Linked DNA regions of Rattus norvegicus: region 2 is linked to region 1. Evidence: chromatin contacts called from public Hi-C data. All regions are on one chromosome and are shown on one strand. Each heading gives the region's core, a stretch centred on a gene start, on an enhancer-like site or on the middle of the called end of the contact. The rest is flanking DNA. Distances are from core to core; before and after follow the strand shown. Region 1 has its middle 79 kb from the start of Mxi1. Region 2 overlaps Mxi1 (MAX interactor 1, dimerization protein).

Region 1 (2,953 bases), core at 180-2,679:
GCTTACAGCTGTGTTTCATCTTCATTTTCTGGTACAGCCGACCCACAACCACCATCCAGTTCTATATTTATGATGCTCCTGTCTCCACCTCTTGGGGGGTTCTAGGGGATACACCTGGGCTGGCCCACCGTTTATGACGTCATCCTTCACCATTTATGACACCAGTCATCTTCAGATCCACCCACCCCCCACCCCCATTTCCATCCTGTTTTACTTTTACCTATTCAATTTCAAAACCTCTTTGGAAGGCAGTGGGTATCTAATGCTAGGTAATAAATCTCTCCGAAATGCAGATGTTTAAACAATGCGCCCTGAAGGGGGCTGGAGAGAGAGCTCTGCAGTTAAGAGTACCTGCCACTCTTTGAGAAGATTTAAGTTGTTACACTGCCACACTTGGTGTACACGTAAGGTCAGACTGCACATTTGCTGCTGTATCTCGATTTCGATGAGGTTGAAGTCAGAAGACGTTGCAGCTAGGATGTCAGCCAGAGCCATCTGAGAACCTGGCCAGGCTTGAGCATTGTTGGTATTGATGGTGGACAGTAGATGTTCCCTGTGTGGATTTCTCCTGATTTTCTCTAGTGTCCTTCTGACAAGGTTGTTCCCAGAGTAAAGAACAAAATGGAAACCGTAGCACCTGGGCAGCAGTCATGTGCCTTCAATTCAGGCAGGTTTTATCCATCAAAAATGAGCCACTAAGTAGTGCATACCTGTAATCCCAGCATTCGAGAGGCTAGCCTTGGCTAGCACGACAAGGCCATGAGAGACACTGGGCCTGGTGACATACTTCCTGACCCTTTTAATCCTTTTAAATAGAACCACTAAGTCATGACTAAGGACTCCCATCTATGAGCCTGTGAGGCCATTCTCATTCAGACCACCAATCAGTGACATTAGGTGACAGCAGAGCGGAGGGAAGGTACTCTAAGCCGGATCTCTTCTGTGTCATGGGTGTTTGTGTGTACTTGGTTTCCATGGTGGGGCTGGATTCATAGGATGAGGAAAGTGGAGCTCTGGAGAGGAGGAAGAGCTTGCTCAAGGTCGGGGCCAGTGACAGAGGAGCATATCATCCACATCAACCCAAGACCCCTCCCATGCTCAGTGGAAAACAGAGTCTCCGAGAACTTACTGCTTTGACTGTCTAAGCCAAGGCCATTCTGCCACCAGAGAGAAATGAGATTAGCATATGAAGATGTTCTGACAGCTGTTGGATGTGCTTGTAACACACAGACCACACGGGCGTGGAACCTCCTCCAGCTGTACCCCTGTGTCTCCCTTTACCCATATTTGCCTCCTTTAACCCCCGGCTTGGAGAAGCATCGAGCTCCTCATCATGGCTGCTGGCACCGTGGAAGCCCATAGGGTCAACAGAGCAGTCTGCTGCGGAGCCCAGAGGTGAGAGGGCAAGGCCCTCCTCCCTCGTATGGGGACAGAGCCAAGTCCAGCACGGAGGAGATAGGACATCCCATCGGCCCTGGTGCCTTGCTGTCCTGTGGGCACCTGATAAGGCCAGGGAACCACCCACTCAACTTGTGTGTGCTTCCAAATATAGATTTCTCCCCACTCTGGCCATAGCCATTACAATGTTTCTTCTAAAGGCCTGTCTTCTCAGCTGGGAGATGGAGCTGGTCCAGGAGAGGGCTAGCTCGCATTGGTGTGAGCTTAGCGTCGGGACTTGGGGGACAGGAAGCAAGGCTGACTTCCCACTTCCACTTCCTCTCAGCAGTGGCAGTCCCGTCCCCCCGGAAACAAACGTTTCTGTCGGATATTCTTTTCATTTTACCAGGGCTCATGCCTGGAGCATTCTCCACCGGTACTCGTCGCAGGCACAAGTGTCTGCACAGAGAATTTCCCCTATGTTAAAAGCTGAAAGGCCAGGACTCTTACTGTGGGCCTGAAGCCCAGGTAAGAAGCTTGCCTACTGACCTATTAATCTGGATCCAGAGGCAGGCAGGCATAATGAAGAAGGTCAATTTACCAAAGCGGCCCGGCAGGAAAAAACTGCCGGTAGGGAGACGAGCAGTGTGACCCGATACCTAGGGGAGACTTAAGACTTCTGACACCCATTGGTTGCCAACAATGATCTGGCTCCCAGACAGCGCTGTCTCTGGGTGTGGCTCAGGCCCCTCCCTGGGCGGTGGGAGAGCAAAGGGAGCTATCAGCAGAGGCTCCAGGCTTTACTCCCGTAGAGCAATTGGGTCTTGGTTGGCCTGGATATGAGGTGTGTTTGGGCAAGTTGCCCTATCCCAGCAGGCACTTCACGGGATGGGCCAGAGCCACCCTTCATGGAGTAGAGGGACCCTGGGAGTCACCAAGTCTGTAAACCTACCACTGGCCGACTATATCAGACCTTCATCCTGGCCTTAAAGCCAGCAATTTAGAACTGACCTTAGCTTGCCTCATAGCTGGGTTGGCCCCTTCCTTGGAAGCTCCAGGATATATGACATTCATGAGTAGGTCAGGGTGAGTCTATATCTTGCCTGCTGACCAGGCCTGAGTCAGTGTCAGTCTGTCCTGTGAGCCCCTGAACCAACCTCTGTACAATGGCCTGTTACCAAGTCACCCTGAGCCCCTGAAAGCATCAGGCGTGGGCTCTGGAGAGGTGGCCTAGTGGTAGGGTGGACGGAAATGACAGCCAGCCCCAGGCTGCTGTGCGTTGCACCTGGCTTGGCAAATGCCATCTGGACCATCACACTCCTCGGACTATGAAGGTGTCAGGCTATGGCCGCCTACCCTGTTCACGAGTAAAGACCTGCAGGCCCACGGAGATTGAACACTGTGCCCAAGCCATGATTAAGTGGGGTGGGAATTCCAACTCTGCTGTCTCTGACTCCCGAGTCCCACGAGCCACTGCCTCTCTGAGAAGAGCCATGGCTTTTGTGCCCATCGTCCCCACGTTTTGCCCTTCTGCATCTCTGCCTTGCCTCCTCCCATCCCCCATCCAGAACACAGG
Region 2 (2,843 bases), core at 195-2,694, 120 kb after region 1:
AGTTGACGTGGTTGACTTAAGAGACAATGGAGACTCCATTCTCCTGTTGTAGTTTGCTCACTCCGTGTTGAGCAGACATTTAAGGATAGGGTTATGAACCCTTCCTGAGCTTCTTGGTCCTAGAAACAAAATCAAACTTAGAGTAAGGAGAAGACAGGATAATCAGGCATTAATCTTGGATAGCTAAAGAGCTATTAAAACTCAGCCTCTGTGTATCATGAAGCCTGTGGATGATCAATTCTTTTAAAAAATGAATTTTTAAAAAGCTCATATCGTGCTCTACAAAAGGAGAGACTCCCATGAAGCCTTTTGAACGAGATCATCATGCAGCTCAGCTTTCTGTTGGATTCCATGCTAAGCCAGCTAACCTTACCTGCATTGATAGCACTAGAGCAGGCAAGCACCCGCTCGCCACCCTTCGGCCACGTAGGGGCAGCCCATGCATGACAGCCTGAATCACAGGAGGAACAGCTCCGTGTGCGAGCCTCGGTGTCTGCGCGGATCTGAGGAGCTGTGCACGCAGTGTAGCAGGCCAAGGTCTGAGCCACCACAGCATTTTTATTTGAGATTTTGATAACTGTTTGTATGTGTTGAAAACCAAAATGACATCTTTTTAAAGCTTGTCCATAAGTAAACATAGATGTCTTTTATAGTGGAATAAAACACGTGGGGGAAATCATCTATTTTGATGCAGCATTTGATAATGATAAACACCTCACGCCTCACTCTTTTCAGTGCGCAGGACGGATGAGGTCTGGGCTGGGTAGACGAAGGCAATGCTGTTTTTGTTTTCTTTAGGACCATTCCCTTTTACCAGCTTTTAACCGTCTGATACCCGTGGTAGGCACACTATCCTAGTTAACATAGTTATGTTCCGCACTTGTCTCATTTAATGTAAAGATCTGCATTTTCTACAGGCAGTTTCCTCCCCACAATCCCACTGTGCAGGTGCTACTGTTGCTCTCACAAATACCTGCAGAAATGTTATCTTCTGGGTGAGACTTCCAGCCCGCACTCCGTGTCATGTGCTCCCTCCTTTCAAACTCGAAGGTTTCCCTCTGGGCCACTGCTTTGCTCCGGGAAGCCTTTCTGGATACCTTACCCCAAGCTGTTCGGACTTTGTATTCTTTAAATAATTTAACTACCCTTAATTACTTAAAAAAAAAAGCTTTATGATTTTCATAACTTATTGCCGATTTTAATGGGTTGTTAATTTCAGTCCTGTAGTTTTATTTTATGTTTAGATAGGGCTGGGCAAGGAGAAAGAAAATAAAAACAACCATATTCAGCAGTGCAGTCGAGTTGTGTGTTAATGTCAGAGCTTCCTTCTGGGAACAGCACGTCTCCGTACAGGAAACGCACCGTCTTGGTCACACATAAGGGCCCAGCACACTACCCAGTGCTCTTTGTGTGCCTGCAAAAAGTACTCCGTCCTTGCTTGGGCTGTCTGAGTGAAGTCCTTTGAAGTAGTTGTGAAACAGTGCATGCCTCCAGTTACTCTGGCTGTAACCTTCAGGTGCTGAGGAGAGAATGGAAAAACCCTCTGGTTTCCCTCAGTCACTCCCGGCCAGGTAAGATGTGCTCTGTGGCTTAGCTGTCTGAGCTTTCTCTGAAGTGTGTCTTTACCATGGAAAGGAAATGGAAGCCATTGTGTGGTTTCGTTATTCTCCCTTTTTAAGGGGTTGGGGAAGGTGCGGGGAGCTAGGGTTCAAGACAGGATTTCTCTCTAGCCCTAGCAGCCCTCAAACTCAATTTGTAGACCAGGCTGGCCTCGGACTCAAGAGATCCACTTGTCTCTGCCTCCTGAGTACTGGGATTAAAGGTGTGCACCACTACCGTCCAACTACAGCTTCTTCCTTTTCTCATGGTGTTAATTGACGTCATCTTGGCCCAGGACTGAAATTTGGAACATCATTCAGACAAACTCTATGCTGTCATTTTGTGTTTATACAGGATGATGGACTGCAAGCCTTCATTACAAACCTGCACATAACATTAACTAGATGTTCCAACACTACTCCTTCCCCAGTTTGCTCTTGGGGAAGGAGGACACACGGGTAGATTGTGTGGTTAAATATTAACTCTAAAAGACGGGTTGGCTTAAAGACTAGTTATGCAAGAAATAGAAATCAGATAAAAGATACCTGCTTGGCACCCTCTGTGGGTAAAATTTCTTGAGTGCCCTTACCTTCTAAATGTATTTTTGCCTTTATATCAGAAATTATAATAGCAGTATGAATTCAGCCACCATTCCTATTGTAAAATTTAACAATTATCTACCCTAGTTCAATACAACCTGACTAGTATTTTCCTGTGCTGACAACTGGTAACGGCTTTCAAGCATCACAAAGATGTCCTCTTGGGATTTCTTCAGCCACCGTAGGCAATGAAGCCCACCTGTTCCCACTGCCTTATTAAGGTATTCTATCTAATGCCTGTATTTTTGTTCTTTAAGATGGGCTGGCCTCAACGTTAGGGAAATGCCTGCCCCTACCTATGTTCTTGTATGAAGAGGTACAGGTTAATTCCCATACCTGTTTATATACCAAAGGAGCCTGACAAAGTCATTTTGATTCAGTCTCTGATCAGCAGAGGTAACGGCTGTAAAGGGAACTTTGTTATTTGTTTTGAACTACAAAAATTCTTAAAAGCTGAGAATTGAGGCAGAGCCCTTAACCTCAGGGCCATAAGGTTTCTTGGCTCATATATCCTGAGGAATGGTTCATCCTAAAATACTCAATTTTTCCCCTTGAAAGCCACTATCTTTCCCTTTTACCATTCCTATCTTAAAAAAACAAAAACAAACAAACAAACAAACAAAAAACCTCCCAAGATAAAACCAG

Evidence for each region. A called contact is a pair of places that touch in the nucleus more often than the background predicts.
Region 2: a contact with region 1 is called in a Hi-C map of liver, with 6 times the contacts expected there. The contact joins two enhancer-like sites. A contact is called at or near these places in 12 of 12 Hi-C or Micro-C datasets (the A7r5 cell line, the Rat2 cell line, Schwann cells and 7 more) and 1 of 1 datasets of contacts at active chromatin or transcription factors (oligodendrocytes).

What each region holds. Positions count from the first base shown.
Region 1 is chr1:262,268,567-262,271,519 of GRCr8, forward strand. No RefSeq gene overlaps it. Among named protein-coding and RNA genes, the nearest start is that of Mxi1, 79 kb to the right of the region's middle. Within about 2 kb of position 1,430, at least 3 of the 93 cell types and tissues checked have an H3K27ac peak or open chromatin away from gene starts, as enhancers often do. A contact at or near this core is called in liver, where this site is marked.
Region 2 is chr1:262,387,742-262,390,584 of GRCr8, forward strand. It overlaps Mxi1 (MAX interactor 1, dimerization protein), which reads left to right. Exons shown (of 6, transcript NM_013160.2): 6 at 1-1,296. Among named protein-coding and RNA genes, the nearest start is that of Smndc1, 17 kb to the right of the region's middle. Within about 2 kb of position 1,445, at least 4 of the 93 cell types and tissues checked have an H3K27ac peak or open chromatin away from gene starts, as enhancers often do. A contact at or near this core is called in liver, where this site is marked.